Linked DNA regions of Mus musculus: all the other regions are linked to region 1. The links are chromatin contacts, called in public Hi-C and HiChIP or PLAC-seq maps. All regions are on one chromosome and are shown on one strand. The core of a region is the stretch at or near the end of the contact, and the rest is flanking DNA. Distances in the headings are between cores, read along the strand shown. Region 1 holds the start of Rasa3 (RAS p21 protein activator 3). Region 2 holds the start of Grtp1 (GH regulated TBC protein 1). Region 3 overlaps Tfdp1 (transcription factor Dp 1). Region 4 has its middle 13 kb from the start of Gm39134.

Region 1 (4,002 bases), core at 68-2,567:
CTTATTTATTTATTTATTTATTTATTTATTTATGGTTTCCAAGTTGTTTTTGGTCATGGTGCTTTATCACAGTACAGCAGCCCAGCTAAAGCAGTCTTTTGGTGATTTTGTGTCCTTCCCCACCACCACCCCCATCCCTGTCCAGTCATGTGCCTCCTACCCAAGTTCTCTACCACTAAGCTGAGTTCCTGAGCCGGAGATTCAGGGTTTTAGATGTGTTAACCCAGAGCGGCTCCCTCTCTTCCCAGTCAGAGCCTGTCTATGGCACAGCAGCTTCTGGAGGGTTCCAAATCAGCTTCTCTGGAGTTCCAGCACCTTCCTGGGTGTCCTGCCTATACACTGTATTTCTGCTCTTTGGCTGCTGGTGAGAGAGCTACCGTATAGCACCAAGGGATTTTTGTGTCACACCTTTCAGTTGGTGTATCAATGACCTAGCCTCCTGACTCCTCAAGCGATGCCACTTCCGTTTTCAGTCCTACCGAAAGGCAGGCCTCCTTCAAACCCACTGCAGAGGCTATCTCTACCGCCACTCCCCACCCACCAGGGCCTCTGGGAGACACTTCTGTGACTACTATAAGGAACGAGGGACTAGAGCTCTTGGCCCTCTAGGAAAGCTGGGAGTTATGCCAGCTGCAGGAAAAACTTAGTGGAGGGATCGGGGATAGGACCTCACAGTATCGTTGTAGAGATACAACAATTCTAAAGTTGCATACCAATCAAATTGCCAGTAAGCACCAGGTTTGAAGGTTCTGGAATGCTAAATTCAAGGGCCGCGTTGAGGCTGCCCAAGCACACCACAGGGTAAGCAGGGACTGCTTGCTGGGCACAGGGTCCACTTGCCCTCACTTTGACAGCATATCACCTTCTGATTTCTCCAGAGCGATCGGCAGGTGTCACTTTTCTCAGTCGCTGAAGCTGGGGCTAGAGGAAATCTTTTCCTTTCATACCTTTTGTTTGAATATAGCTTTTTAGATTTTAAGTGCGAGTCGGTCTTACGGGACCTGGCGGTCAAAACACAGATCAATACTCACGATCTCTCTTTGTCCCAGGTCCAGAGAGACCGGACCAGCGAGGGCTGTGAAGAGGGACCGCTTCAGGGGCACTCCAAGGCAAGTCCCTTCCGATCCCGCCTTAGAGTCCGCCTCCGCCTCCTTACAGACCCGACCAATGGAATGCAGTGTTTGACAGTAGGCGGAGTCGTACTACCCCACCCCATGCAGAGCCTTAGCCAATGAAGATCGGGGCTCTGGCGAAGGAAGGCGCCCGCAGCCCCGCCCCCGAGCTCTGCCAATGGAAGGGCGCGAGGCGGTGCACCCGGTCAGAGCGCGGACCGCAGCGCGCGGGGCTCTGGGGGCATCCGCAGCTCGGCTCCGTCTGCCGGCTTCTTCCCCTGTCTTGTCCCCCTTCTGCGGCCGCGCTGCCGGGCCCTCGCGCGTTGGCGAGGTCGACAAGCAGCATGGCGGTGGAGGAAGAGGGACTGCGGGTCTTCCAGAGCGTGAGGATCAAGATTGGTGAGGACCGCGGTGGCGTGGGCAACTCCCCAGACCCCTGTTCTTGGTATCCGGCCGGGCTGGACCGGCTCCTCGTGTTTCTCCGCCTAGACTGCCCGGTTCTCCGTGGCATTGCGGGGGAGGAGGGACCTGTATCAGGGGGCGTCTGTTTGTGGGAGTGAGCGCGCGTGGTTGCCTGCGTGTGTCCGTGTGCGCAGCACCGCTCCAGATCCCAGGCGCCTGACTTTACATGCACGAGCACGCGCGGATCCGTCTGGGTGCTCCCACTTCAGGGATCGGGTCTACTGATGTCAGTCTCCTGGTGTCCTCTCCACAGTTGTGCGCAGGAACTTATTTCCCAAGGAGGGGGCGCCCCTTCACCTTTTCGGCTGCTGCAGGCTTCGAGGCCGTGCACGCGCGCGACCGTGTGTGTGTGTGTGTGTGTGTGTGTGTGTGTGTGGTGTCTGCGCGCTGCAGGCCTGGTGATGGAGCCACCAGCACCTCCCCCTCCTTTCATTGAGAACTGGCCGTGGGAGCTGTGGCCGGCAGGCCTGGCATTCAGGCTGCTCTGGGCTGGTCGGGACTTCGGCAGCAACGCTAGGAACGGGGAGTGAAGTGGAACTGGAGAGACCTGGAGAGGACTTCCTGATTTTTTTTTTTTTAACCTGGAGATTTCGTTTTTCCCAGTTGTTTTTTATCTTGTGAGTGACGTGTGAGTCTACTTCCTTACAGTGGTTTTCTGAAGTGACCGTTACACATCAAGTCATTAACACACTGGGCAGGGGCCAATTTTCTTGGAAGGAATTCTGGGTCCTAGTGCACCGTCCCTGTAGTCTTTTCCCTCTGAACTGCGCCCCACATTACTGGCCTGTTCCCATGTGAAAAGGCCCCTAGTGGGTGGCAACAGTCACAGCCTGGTGTCAGTTGTTGATGACATTCGATGCTGTCTGAAGAATGCCAGCTACTCGCAATCAGCGTGTTGCTTCCTGTCCGCTTTATTTTGCTTTTGAATCATCGCCCGAGACAGTTTGATCTTTGGTTCAGAAGCGCTGCGGAGAGCATGTGGTGTTTGGGCTGGAGCAGAGGGCACGGGAGGGATTTCTCTTGCTCTTATGCCTGGAATTGCTGTCAGTTTCCATCTGAGGAAAGGGGCTGCTTTCTGTCCTCTGTGGGCAAAGACTACTTGTGTGAGGGTGGCCAGCTTCAGTTTCCTTCAGCCAGATCCTCTGACCAAGTGAGTCCACCAGGCTCCAGGGGTGCTGTGCCCTTTTGCTCAAGGATCTGGGGAGGTTGCTGTGGAATACTGCTGGGGCAGAATCAGGTCAGTTGGTGAGAAGGGTCCAAGACTTTCTTTCCCTTTCAGTACAGTGTGCTTGCTTCAATCCTAGCATCGGCTACTGTGCACACAGGGAAAGGTTTTAGTTCCATTCAAACAAAGAGGATTTCTTTTCCAGAATGACATAGTAAATAAGACAGGAGGGAAGGAAAGACTTCAGTCTGTCTGCCGGAATCGGGTCTTCACTAGGGGAGCAGCAGAGGGGACAAGTCAGAAGGTCCCTCCTCCGTTGCTAGACGTTGAATAAGGGTATGATTGGAGCCTTCATTGCCTCTGACTGCATAGGGGGATGGTGGCAGTGAGTGAGGTTGGGTAGAGGCGTCTCTGCCTTATCTTTCCTCATCATTTTTTTTCTCAAGAGTATTTACCTGCAGGGCTGCTCAAGAGGGGTGGCCCTGTGCTCTCCGGATGGCGTATGCAGGGAACATAGTAGCTCTGCAGATAGATCCTGCCCTCTCTGGATGGAGTATGCAGGGAACATAGCTCTGCAGATAGATCCTGCCTTCTGTGTCTGAGCACAGATGTGTGTTGGGTTCGCCTTTTGGAATGCAGAAAACATCGGTAGCAACTGGATTGGGTTTGATGTTTCTTGGCTGCCCTGCTTGTTTGATATCACTGGGGTCCCCAGGGAAATCTTATCAGAAGAACAGGACTCCTAGCCAGGTGGGTTAGGTAGCTGGGCTTCCGGTGTGCTTTATAAAAAGCCTAGCAACAGAGGAGGGACCTCTTGGGTTTTCCTTTGCATTTCTGGTTTGTGGTCATATCACTCAATGATTTACATCTGCCCGAAGTGTCACTAGTCGTGACACTAGTTGACTTGAGGGCAGAAGTATTCACCCTTTCTGACCCTGATTTTCCTTCTCAGTTTTTGTCTCTGTCTGTCTGTCTGTCTGTCTCTCTCTCTCTCACACACACACACACACACACACATCACCAGAGTCACTCCTTTGAGCCTTGTCTCCAGGCATGATGGCTTCCAGCAAGCCTTCTGGTGACTTCCAGGCTGACCTAGATGAACCTCTTTCTTGTCACATCCATTTCCCCATCTGAATAAAGCAAGAGTCCAAAGGGGTGGCTGCATCCGGAGGGAATACACAAGACTGTCATCTGTCCTAGTCATCACTCTTCCCCCACCCAGAGAAGTTCCCAAGAAGGAAAGAGAGACAATTGCCCCTA
Region 2 (3,699 bases), core at 789-3,288, 480 kb after region 1:
GACCTTGCAAATGTCTCTTTTATTTGTTTTGGTTGCAACAGCCAGTCACAGGGAAGTCACAGGGAAGAAAGACTTAGGCTTGGGAGGCAGAAGAAGGAGGATCTCTGTGGTTTCAAGGCCAGCCTGGTCTACATAGTGAGCTCCAGGATAGAGAAGTACAGACAGAGACCAGGTCTCAAAAAGCCAACCAACCAACTAACCAACTAACCAACTAAATCAACAAGAAGGAGGAGGAGCGGGAAGAAGAGGTAGAAGAGGAGGAGGAGGAGGAGGAGGAGGAGGAGGAGGAAATATGGAGGAGGAAATGTTCCAGCTCTGTGTGGTCAGACCAAGGGGAAAGTTGTGTATGAAGAGAATGTAGTCCAGTCTGTGGTCTGAGTCACCACTGGGGAAAGGTCAAGGTCAGAGCACTGGCAAGGACACTTGGTGTTAAAACACTGTTCACTGCTGGGCTGAGCTGATCTCTGCACGTTTTTCCCCAGAGGCAGCAAGCACTCTGGGCGACTGTGGGAGCTAGAATTTGGGGTTCTGCTCATGCCAGCACTAAGTTTCATCCAATGTCAACAGAGAAGCTCAAATCTGCAGCTCTAACTGGATTTTCAGGTTCATTTCTTGCTGTATTCTAAAAGAAAGATGGGGCTAGATATGGTGGCATGTGCCTTTATTCCCATTGCTCAGGATGTGTGTGTGTGTGTTAGGCAGGCACAGGTAGATCTCTCTGAGTTCAATACCAGCCTGGTGTTCATAGTGAGTTCCAGACCAACCAGAGCTACACAGTGAGACACTGCCCCCCCCCAATAAAAGAAAGTAAAAAGAATAAAATAAATAAATAAATACAAAATAAAAGAAAGAAAGATGGAGGCACCAAGGCTTTGGTAGAGAATCCTTGTTCAGCAGAGTTTGGTCAAAGCAAGGAGGAGGGAAAGCAATACAAACCTCAGGTTTTCTCATCTGTCTTACAGTAGTCTCAAAACCTAGAGAAAATGAAGTAAAGGGCAGAGCTGCGTATGTAGCCTTGAGAGAGAGACAGAGAGAGGGAGAGAGAGAGAGAGAACCGGTCCCACCGGGTGCTGCCTGTATTCTTGGCGCTGAGGTCAGGATCATTTACAGTGGGGTATCCAAGTGTCCCAGTGGACCAGGCTAAATTCTAATCCCACCCCCACCCCACCCCCGCCGCTTCCTGCTAGGTACTTTGAAGTTTCTAACTAGTTCAAGTGAGTTCCCAAAGTCCAGCTGAGGGTCATTCCAACTACAGTCAGCTGAAGGTGGGTAGCACCTTCTAAACACCACAGAAAAGTGCTTCTGCAACGTCCGATCCGTCCCACCGCTGACCACAGGGCCCGAAGGCGCCAAAGCCCTATGCTTTACCTCGGCACGGTGAGCATTCATAATCCAAACATTCCTCCACAGGTTTCCGAGGGCACCTCGCTAAGAAAGGCAGTCAACTGGTTTCCAAGCCCAGAGTCTGAAATCTCAAGAAACGGACGGCGACAGGGACCACGAAAGAAGCTCGGCACCGCGGCACTGTGACCCTGCAGTAGCGCACACAGCTGGGGCTTCCCTAGGCGAGGAGAGATGGTAAGGCGGCAACTCTTTCCAAGGCTAGACCTCGGGTTCCAAGGTTTGGAGAAGCGAGTACCCTTTGATGGTGGCCCTCAAAAACACCGTATGTTCTCAGCCTCGACAAGCAAGGAAGCAAAGTGGAAAAACAAACAAACAAAAAAACCCTCCTTTTTCAGCATCGGAGCTGGAAGTCCGAAGTCCAAAGTCCAGTCTGCCAGGCACTGAGGCTTGAAGGATATTTAAAATCCTGCAAAGTGGATCCAGGTCTTCTAACCTCGGCATAGGTTTCCATCTCCATGGATTTTCAAATCCCTAGTGCCAGGCTGCAGCAGGTGCACTCGGTTCGGGTCCCTAGGCGCTCCCATCTCCGACACCGCCCCCACCCCAGCCCCGCTCCGTCCACTCTACCCCGCCCCGCCCCCACTGACTCCGCCCCTCGTCCCCACCCCGCCCCCGTCTCGGCCACGCCCCCGCCGGAAGCACTCGCGCGCCCCGGGGCCAGCGGCGCACCGGGGTCCAGCGCTCGGGGCTGCAGAGGTTGTGAGTCCCGCGGTCCCTGGCCCTTCTCCGCATGGATCCCGCAGAGCGCGCGCAGGCGGCGCGAGCTCGGGTGCCCAGGTGGGTGCGGAGGCCGCGCGCGCGGGGTGCTGGGCGCCCTCTCCGGACTGGGTCTGAGCCAGTCGATGCTGCGCGGGGGACGCGCTCTGGTCCACGGAGAGCGAGGGGCATGAGGGGGTGGAGGGGATGGAGGAGGGGAGGAAGAGAGGAAGGGAAGGTGAACTGAGGATGGACGGAGGGGCGGACCGAGGGGTGTCGGGTGTCGGAGCTCTTGGACCCCAGCCGCATCCCCGCAGGCGCGGAAACTTGGTTCGGGGAAACAGGTTCTTTTTGTTTGTAGGATCGATCCGTATGGGTTTGAAAGGCCCGAAGACTTTGACTATGCGGCTTATGAAGAATTCTTTTCCACGTACCTGGTGATACTCACCAAGAGGGCGATCAAATGGTCCAAACTTCTAAAAGGAAACGGTGGTGTCCGGAAAAGCGTGACAGGTGAGAGGCCTGATGCTGGCTGGCATAGCGGCCATTCAAACAAACAGGACTTTCTCCCAAGGGCCAGAACCCCTGTGGCGAGACCCCCAGCGAGACCTCTGGACTGCAGGACCTCCCAGCAGTAGCTGTTACCCTGCAGTAGTTACAGTCCCTATGGCATGACTCCCCAACAGTAGAACCCTGTGAAACCTGTGAGCATGACTCCCCCGCCCCGCAGTAGAGGGATCCCTCTTTAAATGGGACTCCTCAGCAGCAGGATCCCCACCAGCCGGAACTCCCAAAGCCAGACCTACGAACACCATCACTACCCTGCACACGAGCATACACTGCATTTCCATAGGAACTGGACCCCTCTATAGTTGAACCCCACCACCCCCAAGCGCGACTTCTGGGACATCATGAGACCCCCTAGGAGGGTGTGTTTGTGCCACACAGCAGATGGGAGAGCTCCTTACCTGGTTGAATTTTCTCCATGGTCACCACGCCCTCTTAACTGTAGATGGGCAAAGTCCATATTTCCTGGGAAGCCTCGAGAAGGCCTTGTGTTCTGAGGGGGGTTAGAACAGCGCCTATCTCTCAGAGATGGGTAGGGGTGGGGTACCTAGGGCTGGGCTCCTGGAAGTCCAGTTCCAAGACAAACTTTCCTCTTTCTCTGAACAGGAACTACCATGCCTCTCCAAGCGTTTTTTTTTTTTTTTTTTTTCCTTCCCCTATACCATTCTTGATAGTCATTTTTCTTCTCTGTAGAACCAAAGGCCCCTCCCTGCTTGCAGGGCTTTTTGTTTATTTTGCTGTGGAATCCTCATCGCTTCATTGAGATAATAGGGACTTCATATTTGTTAAAGGAGTGCCTGAAGGTGTTTGCCAGGTGGCCAGGTAGACAGACCTACAGTGTGACCTTGGGGGGATTGGCTGCTCAAAATTCATGATGACCCAAGCATAGGGGTAGGGGCAAGTGTAAAGGCAGAGGGGATGCGGTCGTCTCTGAGCACTAACTTGTTCTCTGTCTCTGTGAGCTAACGTGTTCCCTGTCTCTGTGAGCTAATGTGTTCCCTATATCATCTTTCCCTTTGCACTTACTCTCTC
Region 3 (3,788 bases), core at 610-3,109, 300 kb after region 1:
GACGAAATACGAATACGCTGCACAAATTTAAAGAAAGTTACACTTGGCAGTATCTTCTCATAACCTAGAACCAGGAGGCCAGAGGAAGCCTGTTAGCCAGCTTAGCCAATCAGTGAGGAACACTGTTTTACACACGCATGCACTCGCGCGCGCGCACTACCACCACCACCACCACCACCACCACCACCACCACAGCAAGCAGGAAGGCAGCACATGAAGCTGAGGAGCTCCGGGTAACTGAAAGCTGCTGGGGAAGGAAGTCAGTCTTGTTCATGGATGTGGGCCCTAAGCGGCCACCAAGCGCCAATAGACACCCTGCACATACTGACAACACTACACAGACCGGGGGTGGGGGGTGGACAGCGACAGTGAGAACAAGGAGAGTTGGAGGAGGGAATAAGGGTAGATTTGGTCACAATACATTACACAAGTGTATAAAAATTGAATAAAACACTTTTTAAAAATAAACTATAAAGGAGACTGAGACAAGGGAATGGCAAGACCTGGCCTGGTTGTGGAGTGAGGCTGTCTTAACTAAAAAATAAAAAAAGGGTGAGTACCACCACCTGCTAGGCTGACCTGAGTTCCATCCCAGGATCCCACGCCCTCTGACCTCCACAGGTACACCATGTGCACGCCCACACTCACATCACACATGAAACAGGTTTTAAACCTGGGCCACACAAGCCTAGAAACCAGAGTGTGATCCTTGGAACCATGTAAAGGTGGGAGCGAACCACACGCACACAGGCCTCTTCTGACCTCCACATTTGCCCACATACATCACACACAAATAGTAACAATAAAAGATTTCTTTAGAAATGTCAAGTATATAGAAGCAGAAAATAAAACTGTACACACACTGTACGGTGAGACACATCTTAAGAAAACAAGTAAAGAGCCATTAAAAACAAAACAAAACCAGTCAGGCCGTGGTGGCACACACCTTTAATCCCGGCAGAGGCAGGTGGATCTCTGAGTGTGAGGCCAGCCTGGTCTACAGAGCAAGCTCCAGGACTGTGTGGGCCACACAGACAAACTCTATCTAAAAAAAACCAAACCAAACCAAACCAAACCAAAAGCACCCTTGTCACTTTCCCTGCCAACGACAGTGAACACAGGTAGGTTTGCGCCCCCCCCCCCTTTACTGTGTTAACACTTTTTAAAAAGTAAAAACCATGAATTACTTAATTGGGGGCGGAGGGTGCTGTGGGATCATTTTATGGGGACAAGCACTGTGTTCCCTTGCCTGAGCAGACAATTACCTGGGCCAAGCTCAGTTCAGCCTATCTGAAACACAGTAAGGCTGCCCCACCCCCAGCTGCTGTCACCTGGCAGAAAGCCTTGTGCCATTGGATGTAGAACCTGTTGTCGTGACGAATACTCCACCAATGGATCCCTGAGCCATTTCTGAAAAGAGACAGAAGCAGATAATAATAAAACTGGGCAGTCAAATGTGGTGGCACCTGCCTTGAACCTCATAACCTGTGAGACAGATCTCTGAGCCGGCCAGAGGCAGAGACCAAACAAAACTCCTGAAACCCAGAATGTGAGAGAGAAGCAAGCCTGCATGACCAGACAGAGCTTGGGGGAGCTCTGTGGATAGCCTGCCAGCTTGCTCTCCCTGCCCTGTGTGAGAACCAGGGGTGGCTGGGTCCCAGGCAGCACACATGTCTGCTCGGGAGTTTCCCCGTGCCGCTCTGTGTACAGTAGCACCAGAGAGTAGAAACAGGGACTAAGAGCATGAACGGGCAGCATAGCACCTTCCACCTCAGACTCATGCAGCTACAAGGCAGAGCCCGGGCCAAGCCCCAGGCCTGCAAGTGCTCCAGTGTGGGCAATGCCTTACACAGGACAGGATGATGCTCATGCAACCTGGGACAGCCTCAGAAAGCAAGCACACATCATGCATTTTTGACCGTTGACAGGATCTTTCATGACTCATCACAAGACTAGCGTGACCTGATGACTCAGCAAAGTCACCAAATTAGAAGCCCAGGGAACTGAGAGCCCTGCCTCATGCTGCCCTGACTGCTGGGCTCCAAGGACCAACCGATGGCCTTGGGAGGGAGGGCAGCAGGCCTGTCATCTCCCATCCTCACTCGGCAGACACCCAGGCACTCAGGATGGCCAGCCACAGGGCACAACTAACCTGTCACGTATGGTTCTAGAGCTTTTGGTACCAAACTTCTGGCCACCTTGAGGTCTTCAGCAGAGCAGTTGCCAGACTCCAGCCCACATGCCATGCCCATGCGCTTGAGCACCTCAATGTCATCGTGGATCTCAAACGTGTTGTCAAAGTTAAACAGATACTCAAATCTGTTGGGGAAAGGCACTGTGAGGATTACGAAGCTTCCAAGAGCAGGCAGTAAATCCACCCCCCACTCCCACCCTCCATCCCAGACCCCATAACTACTGAATTTCTCTAAAACAGTTCAAACTAGGGAATGAAAGACATGTCACTGCATAGTGATGGCCCTGGGCTGGGACACAGTGCTGCCTGCACGTGGCATGGGTGCCAGGACCACCAGAGACCATAGCTGCTGTTACTAAGCAGCCGTAAGACTGAACCCTGATAACCAAGTATCTGTTTCTTCCCCTGAGGAGCTGCACTTAGAGGGCCCACTGAGGACGAACTTGTCATTGGAGATGCTGCAGTCAATGACTGTCTTCCTGCTGGTGTTGACAATGATGAAGGGCAAGTGGATGACAGAGTTGGGAGGAGGCGGCCTGCGGGCCTGCTGCTCAGCTTGGCGATTTCTCTGCACCAAGTTCTTGAAGGCAATTTGCTGAAAAAGACCAACACAGCCCCCCCATAGATGTCAATACCAGTAACATGATCCCTTCCTTCCTGCAGATAGTGGGAACCTGGGTGTTGAGAGGTCGGCCTGTAGCAGCCTGTGGCATCTGCTCACAGCCTATAGGGGACAAGGAGCACAGGAAAGCAGTCACATGAATGACTTGCTAGAGGACACTCGGTCCTACGCTAACCCTTGTAGCACACGAAGGACCTCTTTGCAGCTGTGCAGGGATGAACCCAGAGCCAATGGTCCAGTCCTGAAGTCCACATGGACACAAGACTCTGATCTAACCCTGCCGACCACACTCCTCCCTCTACAGTGGAGATGCTCTCATAAAGACACATGTGTCTACACAGTATGAGGCCCTTCTCCACATGACAGGGGACAGGCAAGAGAGGGCAGGAAATGGGAGTGTGTTGGGCCACTGCCTACCCAGCTTCTTCTCCCTTCTGAAGCCAGGATCTTCCTGGAACCCTGAACCAGCCCTGCCACGCATGCAACCTCAGGCTGAGCACACAGGGAAGGAAGGAAGGAAGAGCACATCACCGTCACCGGGCCCCAACTCCATTCCTCCATCGTCACATCATTTCAGGCAGGTAACAAGGCCTGGTGAGGGGCTGGGATGATGCTGGCACCTCCCACTCTGGCTACCAGGCGCTCTGGATACTATGCTCACCTCAGGCTGGTGGCCAGTCACCCCACAGTACCATGGCTACGCTTTCTGGAAGGTTCTAGCACATCTCAATCTGCTCTGCCATGAGCCCTGCACACACTAACTTCACTGAATCCCCAGGTCTCTTACGAGAAGTCCAACTCCCAGGGCCACTTCACATGAACACGGACAACCTTAACCACCATGCTTTCCCTGGGCAGTAACCAATGAAGCCCAACATCTACAGAGTGCGTGACATGCCTGGTGCATTGGATGTCACGCCAAGGAGCTTATGCTCAGTCAAGCCTCTCTGAGAACAAGGCCCGTGTGGCCAA
Region 4 (4,321 bases), core at 222-2,721, 340 kb before region 1:
GAAAGTAGACAGATGTCGATAGGTGGAGAAGAGGCAGATTCCAGAAGGTCTAAGGAGGGCACTGCCCCTGTGCACAGGAGTGACATGAGCTCAGCCGAGATTCCTTGTGCAGCAAAGCACTATGATTGGCTATAATTGGAGTAATCTTTGGAAGAAGGTTTTGTCCATGGGGAATGATTGGAGAATCCTACGGGCACCAGCTATTAACCTTCACCACGCTAATGACGGCCTTCCAGAGTTACAACTGTGATTCTTTCCCCTTTTGGCTTCCTAAGTCGTGCTGTTAAGGGACTCTTGGGAATTCCCTTCATTTTTATTCTTGTTTGAAAATGATGCCCTGACAGTGCAGCTTATACTTAGCCACAAAGGGGCACTCATCCAGGCGGTGAGCTTCATTTCAGGATGTGAGTCATATTCACTGAGGCCACAAACCAAGGCAGGCCCAAAGCAAACTGAGGCCTTGCTCTCCCTTCGCAATCTGATTGAAGAAAATTTGAAAAATAAGCATAGTTGGGTCGGGCGTGGTGGCGCACGCCTTTAATCCCACACTTGGGAGGCAGAGGCAGTCGGATTTCTGAGTTCGAGGCCAGCCTGGTCTACAACGTGAGTTCCAGGACAGCCAGGGCTACACAGAGAAACCCTGTCTCAAAAAAAAAAAAAGAAAGAAAGAAAGAAAGAAAAAGAAAAAGAAAGAAAGAAAAATAAGCATAGTTGGTTAGATTGCCCATCATTTTACAGTCATGGAACTGTACGCTAGAATGGAGTAAACCCTTTCCCTAGCTCCCCATTGCCGGGCGAAGTGAGGAGGTATATGTCTTTGAAATGGAGTCTGCTTCCAGTCTAGGGATCTGTGGGGTTTTTTTCTCTGAAGGCAGAGTCCAGTCAAACCCCAAGCCAGGCTGAGGCAGTGAACTGGAGTGATTTGCTAAGTTTCAAATGTTCCACCGCTCATTCTCCCTAGAGGAACTTTTAAAGTTTTTGTTGAAGCAAAACTGAGTTTTAAGAAAATGTGAATTATCTCAAGCTTTTATTGGATTAGGTCAGAATGATCAGGACAACTCTGTCCCGCACTCCAGCCACTGTCACGTATTAAGTGGGAAAAAATCCAGTTCTGTCTCTATGTACTGAGCCTCTCCAGTGTGAACAGTGTCTGTCTGTCTGTCTGTGTTGCATCAGCGTATCTTAGGACTTGAGTGGCTGATCATATGTATGTCTGGGTCCTAAGGGTAGGAAGGCTAAGTCCGGTATCAAGCAATACGGCATCATGCCATTTGTGACTAGCGCCTTACCCTATCCTAACTATGCACAAAGCAAAAGAGGAGGATGCAAGAACTCTGGACCAAAGTGCGGCTTTGAAGAGCCAAGAACAGGGGAGGGAGGTGAACTCAGGGCCCCTGTATAAGCAGCACACGGGGGTGTGGACACCTCTTAACCACAGGCCTCTGTATGAGAAGATAGCGGGTCCCTGTCTGAGCAGGATCTTGCTGACGTCACTTCCTGGCTTTGGCGTGTCTGGTCCCCACCTACACCCCAAGGTATGCCCCGCTCTGAAGGAAGTGAGCTAGGTCCAGAGCACGATGTCCTGACTGGAGAAGGAGCCTCTGGAAGCACGTTAGCTTCCCCAATGCCTATGTGAGTGCCAGGCTAGAGCAGAGACCTGAGCTGCGCATGGGATCGGTGCTGAGGCTGAAGGGGCCACAGCCAGCCAGTTAGAGCTTGCCAGCCAGTACCACAGAAAATAATCAAAAAGAGAAAGCTTTTTGAAACTCAGGGGCTTGTTTTGAGGTTTACTTTGCTCTTTGTTCGTTTCTTTGTTGAGACAGAGTCTTACTATGTAGTTCTGGCTGGCGCAGAACTTTCTTTGCACACCAGGCTGCTCCTGATCCCAGAGCTCCGCCTGCCTCTGCATCTACGGTGATGGGGTTTAAGAAAGGTGAATGCAAACACGCCCAGAAATTTTTGGTTGTTTTGTTGCTGGTTTTGTTTTGTTGAGACGTGGTGTGCGTGTGTGTGTGTGTGTGTGTGTGTGTGTAACCCTGGTTGTCTTACTACTTATTTTGCAAACCAGGCTGGCCACAAACTCATCGAGATCCACCTGCCTCTGCTTCCTTCTTACCCCCTTCACCTCCACCTCAAGTGCTGGGATTAAAGGCATGCACCACCACCGCCCAGCCAAGTTTTGGTTCTTGCAGCTCAGATATTCATCTGCAGTGGCCTCCACTCTCCTTAAGCAGGAGATAACTGTTGCCAGGGTCATATCTAGCCAGTGCAACAACTACCCACTATCTGTGTGCCAACAGCTCACTGTGAGAGAACAGCCTAAGAAAATGTAGCAAGACATCAGCTCATTGTATCAAATGGTTGCTTTGTCCACCAGCTTCTCTCCAGGTCCAACCCCTCCAGCCTATTGGTTGGAATTCCAAAGCCTGTCAGGAATGCAGATTCTCAGCCTGTTGCTGAATTACTGCCTTCAGCAATAAGATGCACCCTGGGTGTTACAGAATGCCCGAATGTCAACAGCCACCTAGTCTGTGTGGTGAGGGACTCCCCGACTCCTCACGTCCCTGGACTAAATTTGAATCCTGGATACTGCCACATATTTAACAATGGCAGAAAGTGCCACTCACTCCCCAAGTTCTCTTTGACTTCCTGGAATACAACATAACCAGATACTCCAGTTCCCTTGCAGTCCATCGTGGCCACATGATCCAGTCATAACAAGGGGTGAAAGAACAGTGCCCATCAAGACTCATATGCTCTGCCCTTCGGTTTAACTTAACTGTAGTGAGGGCAGCCACAGACGCTCCAAGGTGAATGACTGTAGAACAGGATCCCTTCCTCCAACCGCTCTGTAGTGTCAGGACATCCTCTGAAATTGCAGCTAAGATGTTTGACAGCCCAGGCAGCCCTAAGGACCTAAGAAATTACTATTTGGAAAATGATGAGTCACTGAGGAAATCCTGAATTGCAGGGAATGGACAGCTTTGGGCAGCTGAATCAGAAAAGACTGACAGCTCAAGAACAGCAGAAAAAGCCAGCTATGCCTAGAACCGGCTCACTGGGACGGCCCAAAGAGGCCCCCAGAGCCAGGGCTCTGGAGAGATTTGGTGAGGCCTCATGAAGACTGTTTTCATGGTAACATATGACTCAACAAAATCGGAGAAGCACCTCTGCAGGCTTCCAGGAGTGACCTGTCTCAAAACGGAGGCCAGAAGAGCAAGACGGAGAGACCGTTATGGATGTGACTTCCAAGATTTCACAGGGAGGAACGGTCTGCCAGGCTAAAGGTGACGTGAACAGTGAGGATGATAGACTTAGGGTCTAGTTAATTCTGGTGTGTGCCGTTTGTATTTATTTGCAATTTTTTTAAAAAATAAAGTTTATAAAAATAATTTTTAAAGAATGTGGCCTGCTCACCCAAGCATACCTGTTTCAGCTGAACATGAGTTTATTGATAAAAGGAAACTGAGGAGGGAACATAAGCAAAGGAGGAAGAAGCCAGGGAGGCTGAGGGAAACCAATCCAGCTTGTCACCCACACCAGGACCTGAGAAGGAATGTCTCAAAGGCTCAGCACATCTTTGGAATCTAGCACAGACCATAAAAACCCTTGGGCCCCAGCAGAACATTGATTATAATGGCTGTAAAGGCTCTCGGGTGTTTTCCAAGAGTGCTATCCAAAAGTCAAATTGGACACTGGAAGAGAAAGCAGAGACAAAATGTCACCAGCAGCAGAAATGTCCTGCCAGAAGCAGACCTGGGGTCCGTGGAAGAGAGCACCTCACAGCAAGGGTTTCGTGTTCCCACCCAGGATTATGTTACCGCTGTGGCTCACACCCCTCTATTTGGACAAGGAATTTATGCTACAAAAATTCTTTTTCTTGCTTAGTTATGTGTATGATTGAACTGGGATTTGAGAGCATAAAAATCCGTTTCCTGCTTAAGCACTTATATGATTGGGCTGGGAGCTGAGAGCAAAGGGTAGTTTGTGCTTAGTTTAACATGCACTTATCCATAGAGAACCACTATGGGTCTAATCAGGGTGCTGAATATTGGGCAAATGTCCTAAATTTTTTAGCTTAATGCAGTATTAGGAAGGAGCTCTGGGTTGTTTCTCTCTCTGAGAAGGCTGTATGCCTTGTACTGGGGACAAGAGATGGGTATTCAGTGACCGAGCTGAAGAAAGAATATGCTCGAATTTCTCAGCTTCCCGGGTGTACAGCTAGATTCCATTGCCAAGTTTTATTGGCATCTCAGATGATCTCCTGACCTGGTTCCACCAATATGCTTCAAGCAGACCTGAAACCAGGTAAAGAAGGGTC

Evidence for each region. A called contact is a pair of places that touch in the nucleus more often than the background predicts. HiChIP or PLAC-seq counts read pairs in DNA pulled down with a chosen protein or histone mark.
Region 2: a contact with region 1 is called in an HNF4G HiChIP or PLAC-seq map of pancreatic cancer cells. The contact joins the promoter of Grtp1 here to the promoter of Rasa3 in region 1. A contact is called at or near these places in 1 of 484 Hi-C or Micro-C datasets (embryonic stem cells) and 2 of 115 datasets of contacts at active chromatin or transcription factors (memory CD8 T cells and pancreatic cancer cells).
Region 3: a contact with region 1 is called in an H3K4me3 HiChIP or PLAC-seq map of bone marrow-derived macrophages, with 2.6 times the contacts expected there. The contact joins the enhancer-like site here to the promoter of Rasa3 in region 1. A contact is called at or near these places in 1 of 39 promoter capture datasets (liver), 4 of 115 datasets of contacts at active chromatin or transcription factors (bone marrow-derived macrophages, embryonic stem cells, pancreatic cancer cells and 1 more) and 1 of 9 other capture datasets (pancreatic islet).
Region 4: a contact with region 1 is called in a Hi-C map of CD8 T cells, with 4 times the contacts expected there. The contact joins the enhancer-like site here to the promoter of Rasa3 in region 1. A contact is called at or near these places in 1 of 484 Hi-C or Micro-C datasets (CD8 T cells) and 1 of 115 datasets of contacts at active chromatin or transcription factors (memory CD8 T cells).

The regions. Positions count from the first base shown.
Region 1 is chr8:13,674,902-13,678,903 of GRCm38.p6, reverse strand. Rasa3 (RAS p21 protein activator 3) reads left to right here and starts at 1,317. Exons shown (of 24, transcript NM_009025.2): 1 at 1,317-1,511. The coding sequence starts at 1,457.
Region 2 is chr8:13,198,963-13,202,661 of GRCm38.p6, reverse strand. It overlaps Grtp1 (GH regulated TBC protein 1), which reads left to right and starts at 2,038. Exons shown (of 8, transcript NM_025768.2): 1 at 2,038-2,181; 2 at 2,462-2,613. The coding sequence starts at 2,135. 2810030D12Rik (RIKEN cDNA 2810030D12 gene) reads right to left here and starts at 1,880. Exons shown (of 2, transcript NR_166508.1): 1 at 1,369-1,880; 2 at 872-974.
Region 3 is chr8:13,371,467-13,375,254 of GRCm38.p6, reverse strand. Tfdp1 (transcription factor Dp 1) reads right to left here. Exons shown (of 12, transcript NM_001291765.1): 9 at 2,638-2,789; 10 at 2,153-2,319; 11 at 1,332-1,410. Among named protein-coding and RNA genes, the nearest start is that of Atp4b, 23 kb to the left of the region's middle. Within about 2 kb of position 1,859, at least 76 of the 459 cell types and tissues checked have an H3K27ac peak or open chromatin away from gene starts, as enhancers often do. A contact at or near this core is called in bone marrow-derived macrophages, pancreatic cancer cells and pancreatic islet, where this site is marked.
Region 4 is chr8:14,009,906-14,014,226 of GRCm38.p6, reverse strand. No RefSeq gene overlaps it. Among named protein-coding and RNA genes, the nearest start is that of Gm39134, 13 kb to the left of the region's middle. Within about 2 kb of position 1,471, at least 64 of the 459 cell types and tissues checked have an H3K27ac peak or open chromatin away from gene starts, as enhancers often do. A contact at or near this core is called in CD8 T cells and memory CD8 T cells, where this site is marked.